Linked DNA regions of Gossypium arboreum: region 2 is linked to region 1. A link is a contact called in public Hi-C data. All regions are on one chromosome and are shown on one strand. The core of a region is the stretch at or near the end of the contact, and the rest is flanking DNA. Distances in the headings are between cores, read along the strand shown. Region 1 holds the start of LOC108462371 (60S ribosomal protein L17-2-like). Region 2 holds the start of LOC108466591.

What was found. Hi-C and Micro-C count contacts between places; a contact is called where the count stands out from the background.
Region 2: a Hi-C map of leaf shows a contact between it and region 1, with 4 times the contacts expected there. The contact joins the promoter of LOC108466591 here to the promoter of LOC108462371 in region 1. A contact is called at or near these places in 2 of 5 Hi-C or Micro-C datasets (both in leaf).

The regions. Positions count from the first base shown.
Region 1 is chr2:66,037,028-66,043,256 of ASM2569848v2, forward strand. It overlaps LOC108462371 (60S ribosomal protein L17-2-like), which reads left to right and starts at 2,584. Exons shown (of 7, transcript XM_017762328.2): 1 at 2,584-2,761; 2 at 2,854-2,890; 3 at 3,000-3,040; 4 at 3,693-3,923; 5 at 4,012-4,114; 6 at 4,195-4,262; 7 at 4,352-4,633. The coding sequence starts at 2,759. The coding sequence ends at 4,405. LOC128289566 (small nucleolar RNA snoR74) reads left to right here and starts at 3,396; the gene lies at 3,396-3,525.
Region 2 is chr2:66,308,088-66,314,316 of ASM2569848v2, forward strand. It overlaps LOC108466591, which reads right to left and starts at 3,829. Exons shown (of 3, transcript XM_017766974.2): 1 at 3,347-3,829; 2 at 2,459-2,536; 3 at 1,738-2,253. The coding sequence starts at 3,521. The coding sequence ends at 1,937.

The DNA of each region.
Region 1 (6,229 bases), core at 1,334-3,833:
AATTTTTTCCAATATGATATACTTTAGGACTCTAATATTAATTAAAAGTAGAATTTTATTTCATTTATACTCCACAAGTGGACTTAAGAAACTACCAAGTGTCCTTAATTGATATACTAAAAAAAATTAAATAAATAAGAAACATGAAGGTTTCTTAAGTCCGCTTGTGGAGTTAAAAAACTCCATCACCAGTTTATCAAATAATAGTATATTTAAAGCAGATCATCTATGCATTTTATAATAGATTGGAGAAACTATTTTATGGACCCTTCTCACCACATCATTTATAGTCCTTTTCCAATTATTTAATCATTATGATTCTTTTCTAATTATTTAATAATATTTCAGTAATTTTTCCATGATTAATACATAATTTTACTAATTTTTTTACCCATAACCTTAAAATCTTGAATCTTAAACCTTAAGCCCCGAACCTTAAATATGAATCTTAAATCTTAAACTTTGAACTAAATTTAAACCCCGAATCTCGAACCACATTCTTGGATGGTGCATCATCGTATCTCAAAACAACACCCATACAGTTTTCTTATATATATGTGTAAAAATTTCTCAGAATTCTTTTAAATGATGATCTTAACCGACAAGAAAGGTATGCTGCCTTTCATCAATCCAAATTAGTAAGCGGCTTCTAAGTGTATTAAAGAGAATGCAAGTTTTACTTTTTCTATCATATGTCACAGTTAGATAATAGTACAATGAATGTCGCATGAGGGTTTCTTCATGGCTTCATCGGTTATCCCAACCACCAAACTCCCTAACCTTATACAAAGCACATGTCCTAATACTGTACTTCACAATTAGATGAATAATCGATAAGCTTCTTTTCTAGAGGTTTTTATGTTCATTAACATATTCATCAGTGGAGCACCTGCATTCGTGGCTCCTTGAGTACTAAATGATCCCATGCTTAGACTTACTATTCCCGAAAAAACCTGCCTTTTGCAAGTAAATTAAGAAATCTCTTTATGGGTTCCTATGCAAGGAAACAGCGTTGGACTGAAAAGGACACGTAATCTCAAAGCAGTAGAAGAGGAAGACGATGGCGATTGGGAAGCACCAAAACTGAAGCCGAAGAGAGAGAGAGAGAGAGAGGTATGATCGTTGAAGGGTTTTAAAAGTGGCTTGAATCAATGTGAAAGAGATGCTATTAGATTCCCCAAAGTTTTATAATCTTGTCTCCGAGATAATATGGACAACCATCCATGAGTTCTAGAGAATGTTCATTTTGATATTGTTGCAGTGATAAGGGTGATTGGGAAGGGCAGAGACATCTGTGTCAAAAGACTCCTTGTTCATCTCTCCAATGCCTCAAAAGTTACACATTGAGTTTGTGTTGTGTAACCACAAGCTCTAATGTATTTGCATCCATCTTCCCGCACTACTTTTTTTTGTGCTTTTCTTAAATGTACCCAAAAAAGAAAAAGAGAAGTTGTATTTTGATATCTATATGTATATCTATCTAATTTTTAATTTTTTTTATATATAAGTGTGAACACCATCTTAATTATTAAAACTGAAAGACCAAAATAAGTCATTTTATTATTTTATTTAAATTTAGATTAATTTATATTTAAAAATAGAGTTCACGTTATATATATATATATATATATATATATATATATTTATACATATTTAATCTACTTCAAAATGAATAAATTTAAATATAAAATTTTATTTAGTTTATTTAAATTTTAAATTAGTAATTGTTCTCTATTTAAGTGTGTTCATAATCAATTTAATAAAAATAATATAGAGTTCTTATAATTAAGCCATTAAATTCTAAAGTTTTAAATTGATTTTTGATAAAATTCGTTATAAGAAAGTTTTTTAACGTTAAATAGTTTGTGAATAAAATTATATTAAATGTATATATGTATGAAGGAATAGTTATATAAAATTTTAAATTAATTTATTTAAATTTTAAATTAGTAATTGTTGTCTATTTAAGTAGGTTAATAATTTAATTTAATTAAAATCTAGTTCATTAACTTATAATTAAGCCATAAAATTTTAAATTGATTTTTTGATTTCATAGATAACATTTTAGAAATAATAAATTTATATAATATAATCTATTATATTATAATTATATTCATCATGTATTATCTATTAACTATTATGAAGTTGTTGACTATTAAAAAATAAAAATTGAATTAAATATATTAATCCTTTTTATAGTTTATACAAATACTTTAATAATGATTAGAAATATTTGTATTAACATTATATTTGATTAAAAAACAAGTTATATATGTTAATTATATGTATTATTTTAAATAATTTTATTAGATATTTTTTGATTTACTTCATTTCATATGAGTGTAGCATCACTATTTCTAGTCTTTATTATTGGATATAATGTTTAGAACTATCCATAGTTCCTCTTTAACCCTTAAAAAAGAGGATAACACTCCAGTGCACTTGAACTAGCATCTTCTTACACTAACAATAATACCAATGTCAACTGAACTAATACTCAATCGATTAAAAATATAAAGTAAAATTATATAAATTTGTTTATGAGATTAGAAATTAGTCATAGAGAAATATTTTGGGCCTATTGGGTCTGTAAAAGCTTCAAAACCTAGGTCTTGAACTGGGCACTCGTAAACTCGAGCCCTCTAAAGAAAGCACTTAAAAACCCTAGAATCAGATTCCTATATATTCTTATACCTTCCCCATTCTTTTACTTCCTCTTTTAGGCGGCAGAAGCAGCTTAGGCAACCAGTTCGCAGCCATGGTACTCATTTTTCTTGGTTTATATTTTAATTTCTTTTTATGAAATAATGTAGCACTAAACTCGATTTTTCTTTGAATCGTTTTTTTTTTCAGGTGAAGTATTCGAAGGAGTCAGATAATCCCACCAAGTGTAAAGTCCCACTTGTTCCTTTATTTTTGAGCATTTTACTTTCTCTTTGTGCCTTTTTTTTATTTTTAAATGTGGGAAACTGATGATGGTTTGTGTTGTTTTTGTGCAGCCTGCAAGGCAAGGGGCTCTGATCTCAGGGTTCATTTCAAGGTATTACATTCTAATTTTGATATATTTTGATCTGATTCTTGACATAAAGTTACGGGCATTGATTTGCTTGTTGTTTAAGAACCTTTGTCTGTTCTATACGGTTAAAGATACGATAAATCATGTGAAACTAATGAATAGATTGGTGCTGCCGTTTTCTTGAATGCATAACCAGTCCTATTATTGTCGTTAGCGAATAATTGTAGCATCTAAGCAGCTGCTGTACGGCTCTTTTTTATTTTCATGCTTGTTTGGGGGAGGATCTTTAGGTTATTTTTGGTTATATTTTTAGGATGTATTGTTTATGCTGTTAGATATTTTCTTTTTCAGCGTAGTATTAGGATTCCTAAATCTGTTGGAAAAAGCAGGGTCTTGTTGCCTTTTTTGAGTGAGGCTCTCGTAAACTTCAGGAAAATTACTTGCATTGTTATGGGGTGAACCTCTGGATCTTCTTGGTGAATGAAGGCTCAGTAAATGATGCCTCATTTTGTAGTGCTTTGGGAAGACTAGCTTTTGGATTAGATATGGCACGGGATTGTGTTCGATTGTTCTTTGGGGTGTCTTGGCGTTTGTTGATATTCTGTTGCCCATTTGGTGATGTTTTTAATTAGCTGGCGGTCATCACTGAGTCTCACACCCTATTATTGCTCGATAGAACACAAGGGAGACTGCGTTTGCTATCAGGAAGTTGCCTTTGGGTAAGGCTAAGAGGTATTTGGAGGATGTTATGGCTCACAAACAGGCCGTACCCTTCAGACGCTTCTGTGGTGGTGTTGGACGTACAGCTCAGGCAAAGAACAGGCATTCTAACGGACAAGGTCGCTGGCCTGTAAAATCTGCCAAATTCATTCTAGATTTGCTGAAGAATGCTGAGAGCAATGCCGAGGTATGCTTACTCTTTTGGTTTTTTGGCATTTTGCTGTTACTTGGTTTTTTTAGTTTCCGTTTGTAACAAATTGAAACTAACTTGTCAGGTCAAGGGTTTGGATGTGGATGCACTCTATATTTCTCACATCCAAGTTAACCAGGCTCAGAAACAAAGGCGTCGTACATACCGTGCCCATGGAAGAATCAATCGTATGACTTAGAACCATGAACTTGTAATTGTTTGTAGTGTATTTTATCCTTCTATGTTAATAAGATGGTTGTTTTGGCAGCTTACATGTCTTCTCCTTGCCACATCGAGTTAATTTTGTCGGAGAAGGAAGAGCCCGTTAAGAAAGAGGTAATTTATAACTAAACTTAAAATCTCCTTAATGAATGGAAACTATGCTGCTATCGTGTTGTTTTGTTGAAAATATGTTGTTCTTTCAGCCTGAGACTCAGTTGGCAGCTAGCAAGTCGAAGAAGTCCCAAGTATCTGTGTAGACGGTCAGCAAAAGATTGAAATTTTAGTCGATGAAGGAAGTTGTATCTGGGAAATGATTTCTGTCTTACTCTGCGAGTAAGTAGTTTTGATGTTTATTCAAAGTAGAAAGAGTTGTTAGATGTCTTTTGAAACCTTGTTTAGTCAAATGTTATTGATCTGAGATTCATGTTGGAGATTTTTGTTTTAATCCATGATTTTATATGAAGTTATTTTGTTGAGGAAAATAATGATGAGTGTTCATTGCCATAAACCATAATTAGGGAAAAAGGGATTAAAATTGCAAAAGGTGGTTGCTTACTTCTCTCAAGATTTAGCCATGGATTTCCAAAAGTTAGACTACTTTCTGTTGGCAATGAGTCTAAGATCAGCTTGGAAAAAATTGTTTGCTGATAAATTCGAAACTCTTTTACTGGCTATTTGTTCCGCCCATAAAAAGTAAATGAAAAAAAGAAGATTTAGAATTTATGAATAAAAGAAATTTATATAATCTTCTCCCTGATAGAGGAAAGCCTAAATTTGATATTTAATGTATATTTACTATAATTTAGTCGACAATTAGATTTGCTCATTTAAGTTTGATTCGCGAGATAGACTCTTAAATAAAATATTGAGGTTTTGCACAAGTTTTATGAAAATTGGTCATTTAGATTTCACCAAAAAATAAATAAAATTTGGTCATTTAATTATTTATACGCAAATTAATTTTCTTGCTTGTGGTATGTTTTTGCTTTTACACCACAAATTCGAGGAAAGAAAATGGAAGGTTAAATTTTGAAGTTAGTCCCCGTACCTGTGGATTTGTGCAGATTTAGTTATTTTATTTTATTTTAATTTGTTCAAAATTGGTCTCTCTCTTTTTATTTACTCATTTCCAGTCCTTCTGTTAGCTTTTTCTATTAATTTTATTAAAAATAGGTAAAATTACAAATTTAGTTTCTCAATTTTACAATTTTTGTCAATTTAACTTTTATTTTTATGTTTTAATTATATAAAAAAAACTTAAAATTTATCGGACTTTCTCAAATGTGTCAACAAATTAGAGATGAAAAAAAAAAAAAAAACAAAACTTGCTATTAATCATTTCTACAAGAATTTAAGCTGCAATTCTCATTTAAATATTATAAAAAATCATAAGAAATTTAGTATTAATGAATCTAGTAAATGATATTGTGATGAACCCATTTTTCACTAAATCTAAGTAACTTTGATGTATGTTAAGAGATATAGTATACTTGCAACTGACAAGCTGGCGAAGCACTTGCCTCTCCAGGTCTTGGGGTATTTTATATCTTAGAGATATAATATAGGATTTTGTTTTCTTGCTTGCCTTTACTTTGATTGGCCATGTCTTGTCTTCGTCACTTGGAAACTCAAAATAAATTTTCATGTTTTATGCCAAATAGGTTGTCCATCATCTGAATCAATATTATACACTTACTCCTTTTTTTCCTATCTTTATATTGTTGACACATTTGAGAAATTTTTTGACTAGTCTTTAATCTTTTAAAATTTTAATATCTTTTAAACTTTTTAATATTTATAAGAAAAAGAAGTTGGGGTCATAAAAGTAAAGGTTGAAGAGTTAAATTTGTAATTATACTTAATTTTTAAATAATGTTAACAGTAGCAAAAGGATCAAATTTTGAGTAAATAAAAGTAGGATTAAATCCGCACAAATTGATTATCATTATAATTTAATCAAAAAAAAAAAAAAAAAGGGTAAAACATGTCACAAATTTTTATACTATTCACAAATTTGGTATTTAGTCTTTATACTTTTATTTCTAAGATTTTATTTTATTTTTTTACTTTTTAGATTTTAA
Region 2 (6,229 bases), core at 2,579-5,078, 270 kb after region 1:
TCGTACAACGTCATCCTCCGAAAGCTCGAAATCTCCTCCCTCATGAAGATCATCCAATGTTGCTGTTTGCCTATTAGCTCGAATACCAGTTCCCACGAATCGATCCTTCCAAGAAAGAGGCTTTTCTGTAGTCAGTGTCGATTCCATAACAACATTCGACTCTTCCTCCGTCTCTCTTAAGCGTACTTTTTTTGTGAATCGATTTGCAACTTCTCCACCATCACTACATTCATGCTCCGTGGAATCCATCCACCGTTTGAAGTTCTCCAAATATTTTCAATCTGTTGCCGATAGAGAGAATTTCCTACGCTCTAAGATTTCAATGATGTGTATCATTGTTTTAATTCTATCGGTACTCTAAAAGATATATAAAATATAATCTTTTATAAAATAAATAACTATAAATAATTTTAAATTTATTAATCATATGTGTACAGTTTTTTTTTAATGTATGAATAAATCCAATTATTTAAACATTTTAGGCTGATACACTTTTTAGGCTACACATGTAATAAAATAACTGGTACACTTTTGTAATTCAATATATTCATACATTAAAAAATTTATACCTGCAATTAATAATATTAAAATTATTTATATTTATTTTATAAATATTTTATTTTTATACATCCTAAAAGGTAATAATAGAATTAAAATATTGATACACATATAATTTTTTAAAGAAAATTAATTTTAATATTTTTAAACTTTATATAATTTAGAAAAATTGTGTTGAATGAATTTGAACATATGTTTGTCTTGATTCAAAGTGACTCTGGACAACCATTTGTCCAGAATCATTCTGGACTTAACTTTTAAATGATTTTTTAATTAATTTTTTTGAAATTTATTTAGTATTTTTATAAATTTTAATATTGTTTTAAAATTTATAAAATAAAAATTATATATTTTAATTAAAAAACCTAAGCTTTGAAACAAATTAACTGAACAACCATTAACCATATGTCCAGGTCATTCCAAAAAAAATGAAATTTTTTTAAAAAAGTTTTGAATATGTTAGCACCGTTAACGGCCACGTTAGTGCTGTAACGGTCAACGTTAGTCACAGGGCCTATTTGGCCAATTTTGTTAGTTCAAGAGCTCAATTGGGTGCAAAAAGGTCGCAAGGGCTTAATTGATTTTTCAAAAAAGTTTGAGGGCTTTTTAAACCATTAAGCCTAAAATAAAAATGTATAAATAACATAAAAAATGTTTGATTGGTAAATTTAAGATTTTAATAACTTAGTTGGCATGGGCTCAAATCTCACTTTATGCGTAATTTTATTGGATTTTTTAAAATAAAAAGATTAACATACCATCAAATAATATAATTCATTTTAATTACGAAAGGATATTTCTATAATTTTTCTAACTAAGTTGGTGCTCGATTGACTAGTAATACCAACCCAATTAGGTGCTTAAATAATAGTATAGATAAGTATTTTTAATAAATATAATTTTAATATAAATATATATATTCTTACTTATAATTTAATAAAAATAAATTTAATTTAAATTTACATATAGTTTAATAATTTATTATATAATTTAATTTAATGTCCTTAATAATCATCTATAAATGTTAGGTGCAATGGTAAAACACATTGCAATATTGTATCCTTAAAGAGAGGCATTGGTTCAAATCTTAAAATGATATTGTTGGGAGAAGAAAAAGAAATACAAACAATCGAAGTGTATATATATATATATCCCTATCAATGCCCCCACGGGTAAATATTAGTTCAACTTTTCACTTTTCATTATAGAATACATTTACACCCGAGTTTGGGTAACAAAAGCATAGGATTGTGGTGGTTGTAAATAACTAGTGTTTGTTTAAGATTGTACCTTTTTCAAACATGCTAATCTTGATAACTTGTGAAGAGATTTATACAAAGTAAATATGTAGCTTACCTTACCAAATCCAACCCATCCATTAATATTGGGCAGCAGGGCTTGGTAGCCGTTTCTTTCTTTCACCAAAGCTCATGTTCCGCACCAAACTTGGAAGGCAGCACTGCGCAGACTCCGCTGCTTTCACGTCTTTCCTTGGGAGGTGTCTCCTGTATGGTGTCGCTTTACTACTTCCAGCAGCTGAGTTTCCATCATCATCACTATCCAAGCTCTCACGAAATAACTCGATTAGTTGCTTCTTTGTATCAGTTGGAGACTCCCCATGTGCATCCACCGCACCCTCCATCGAATGGTTGCTTTTCTGGTGGTTTGGACTGTTCCCCGAAGAAGAGGCGGAATCTGTATGAAAACAAGCATTACTCCAACTCAAAACCACTTACAAAAACCCTGCCGCCACTATGTTACTCGGACTGTGAGAGTCCAATGTGAGTGTCTGACACGAGCGTGTGTAGTTTTTTCATATATTTTGAGGATCATACTTCATATCCATATGCAATGTTTGATTCAACTATAGAGGGGAAACATAGTTAGGGGAGACTCTCACCACCATTGGCACTGAAGAAATCTTCAAAGTCAGATTCTAACGAAGGTTGTGAATCAAAAAAGCTCTCCTCTGTGTTACCTGGAGAGAAATTATAGGCACACTTAATTACACATGCTAAACATGACCCAATTTTACATAATGCATTTATGGAGCAAAATATCCACACCATCTTGAATCCTGCAAAGAAATTGCCATTGCATGCATGATTAATCATGCAGCACTGAATTAGGTTTTTGATTAATCATGCCATTACACTTTGCTTCATACATCAGCATATCTTGTAAAATGAGTAAACCTCAAATAGTTCATTATTCTAGGAACATGTGCCTGCAGGAGAATATTTGATATTCCAGTGATAACGTATACAATAAGAAAAAAAAGGGCCATTTGACTGAAAGATCACAGAACATACTATAGTTGCTGACAAAATTAGAGATGATTTACATAAGATAATCTTGTTTGAGTATTTACTTAAGAGCAAAGGGACAAGTAGGTGAGGACTTGGGATTCTCAACTTCATATCACTCCTCTATTTCTTGGTTAGCTGTTAGGACAGTAACTTTCAACTCTGAAAAAAGACACAAAAATAGGAAGATGCCATGAATAAACACTGTTTCCCTTGTTTGTAATGAGAAAAAACACCAAAATATCTAATTTGGCTAATGTGAGTGGTCCAAAGCCAAAGGGTTCTGAGCGAAATAGTAAAGGACTGTCCCGATCAATCAAGCAGATTGCAGTCAGTCCAATGACCCAAGAACAAATAGAGTTTCCAACTTTTATTTTATATATATCTGACAAATGAGATCAAACAAATGCAGTAATTTAAAACCTGAAGTGAGGGTAACCCATGATGATAAAGGAATGAAGAAAGGCAAGTTAGAAACATACCCATCTCTTGTAAACTAGTTTCTTGTTCCATAGATGAAGGCTGAAGCCTGGAATCGTATCCAACAATTGAGGGCTCCCTTCTAACATTGTTCTCCTTAATGGGTGATTGAATTCGGGCACTAAGATCAATGTCTGCAGGATCTTTATTCTTGTAAACTGTAACACAATTCCCCATGTCTTTTTTTTTTCTCTTCCTCTACTCAATCATGAGACAAAAGAGAGCACTTTAACTAAGCTGTTTCCTTCGATGCAAGGAAACAAGGAAATGGGTTTTAATATTAAGCTTTAAGCTTGAATTCATTCACTCAACCAAATTGTAAGGGGGGACTTGGGAGTTGATTGGTCTTGAGAGCAAAGTAATGGCACTTGCAGGCATGGGTCCATATTCAATGACCCCTTTATTTACTACTTTGCATACTGTTTATCTTTGTTTGATTGGTATCTTCTCTTTCTTGCTATACTTCTGGAAAAGCATTAAAAGTCTGCTCGGCTCCATTATATTCCTCTTTTCCATTTATTAAAATTTTCCTTTTCCCCATTCAAAATTTTCTCACCGTTCTCTTATTATTATTATTATTATTATTATTATTTTATTTTAACTTTGTATTCAACATTCAGTATATATACTGTATGTCAAAATAGAAGCGTAGAACACAAAAGCTAAAAAATTCGACACTTGCTTGCTTCATTTAAGTTTTAAACTCCACACTCGAAAGTTTTAGTGTTTTGAATTATTTAACATTGTTCTTTTTCTCTATCAAAGAAAAAAAAAATTCAAACCTAGTAGACTGGTTACAATTAATAATACAAATTCTAATACTATACAAACTTAGTGGTTTGTGGCATTAACAAAAAGAAAAGAGAAGAGAAGAGAAAAGCAAAAGCAAGTGTTAGCGTAATTAACTATTTGTGAGCTGACCTAATATTGGGCTACAATGATGAAGGCTGAGGTCCACCAGAAATTAATTGTTTGCGACTTTAGTTATGATGAAGAATCCGATGGTTTTCTTGCATGTCTTGTCTCTTTCGGGCGGTTGCATTTGTCCGTGCAAACATTAAATCCTTTCGTTTGACAAAATTCTACTGAAATGAAACATGCAACAAACTGCCAAATTCACAGACTAAGTATCCTACATGATATTCTTCACCATATTTTGTTTTTTTTCATGAGTTCCATTGGATAAAGATGTACTTATGGAACAGTTGTATTCATCCCGTTTATATTTCAGTTTATAAAAGAAATAATGGTAAATGAATTTCGATGATACAATAAAATCTAATGATTGTTAATATTTTGTATTGATGAAAATAATTCATCGAACATTGAGTGGGGGAATAACAAAAGTATCAAGTTCTATAAGGAATTTTTGCAGTAATTCTTTACAGAATAAACTTTGAAAATTAAAAGATGGAAGGGAATAAAAACTTTTTGTTTATGAGTTTGTGTTGTGTCTTGATTAGGGGCAAATTCAGGGGGCTGGTAGGGGCCCCGATCCCCCCTAAAATAGAAAATTTTCTATTTAGGGCCTTTAAAATTTTTAAAATTTTAAATTAGTAAAGGTAAAATTACACTTTGCCCCCCTAAAAATGATAAAATTTTAATTTAATCATTTAAAAATTATAAAAATATAAATTATTCAAATGGTGAAATTGTATTTTTACTATCATAAAAATTACAATTTAATTTCGCCCCCTAAAAAAATTTTCTAGCTTCGCCCCTGTTCTTAATGTATCTTTGCATTTTTAGTATGTAATGTAAATCAAAATTCCTTTCATTTAGAAGTTGAAACAAAATAACCAATGAGTATGGAAGTCCCATCGATTGTTTCGATATATGTATTTCTTACGGGAAATGAATGAAGAGAGGCTTCTTGGGTTGTTTGATTGCCTCTTGAACAACTTCTCCCTAGATAGAGAACTTGTTTTATGGCAAAGAGGTAACAATGAATGTGGACTACAACAAGTACATCTTCATAGAGTTGAAGTTTGAGAGGACAATTGATTTTCCTATTGAGTGGACACGCCATTCTACTAGGAAATGCTATTACCACCCGCATTTACAAGATGTCCTTGGGGGTTCATGCGAGCATAAAATGATAAACTGGAAGGGGATATTGGTGATCCCTCTTGAGATCACTTTCAAAAGTGTCTTCAAGATGGTTTTCAAAACAATAGGAATATGCCCTTATCGTCCTATGCTTCTCCTTTTTACATCAAGTATGGGATAGCCAAGTGTCTTCAGGGGGTGACCTCAGAGACTATCTACTATATTATTAAGTTTTTCCACCTACTGTATTAGCTTACTCGACGAAGTCTCTGCATCTGGTTACTATTTGGCGTATAGTTGGAAAAATAAGGATATATATGAGCAAGTAAAATGTTTGTCTTGGCTAAGTATATAATTATGTGTAATGCACCATTTGGAGAACTCTTAGTTTGGCGAGCTCTGTGATTTGGCGAACTCTTCTGTTAAGTATTCACCCAACCCAAATGTTTAGTATTTAAGTATGGTAATTTGGTTAGCTAAGTTGAGATTTAGTTAGAAAGGAACTAGACTACTGTTGATAATAATACTTAAATTATGTTAAGTGCACTTAATCACGGGAACCAAGAAACCTGAATTATCTAATTTTATGATAATATTTAAATTATTGTTAGTGGAATTATCTAATTTTCCATTAATCTTTGTCTCCAAGCTTAAGTATATAAGGATAGCAGTGGTCTTTCTAAATACTCTTATGTTTTCTTCTTGTTCCTTGATTTCCTCTAAAAAATATTTAAAAACCTAAGTTTAGAAAACCAGTTTGAAGTAAGGTTCACAGTATTCAGCTAACTTCTACGTTAGTACCAGCTCACTGGTAATTACTGATGCCCTAGGTTACC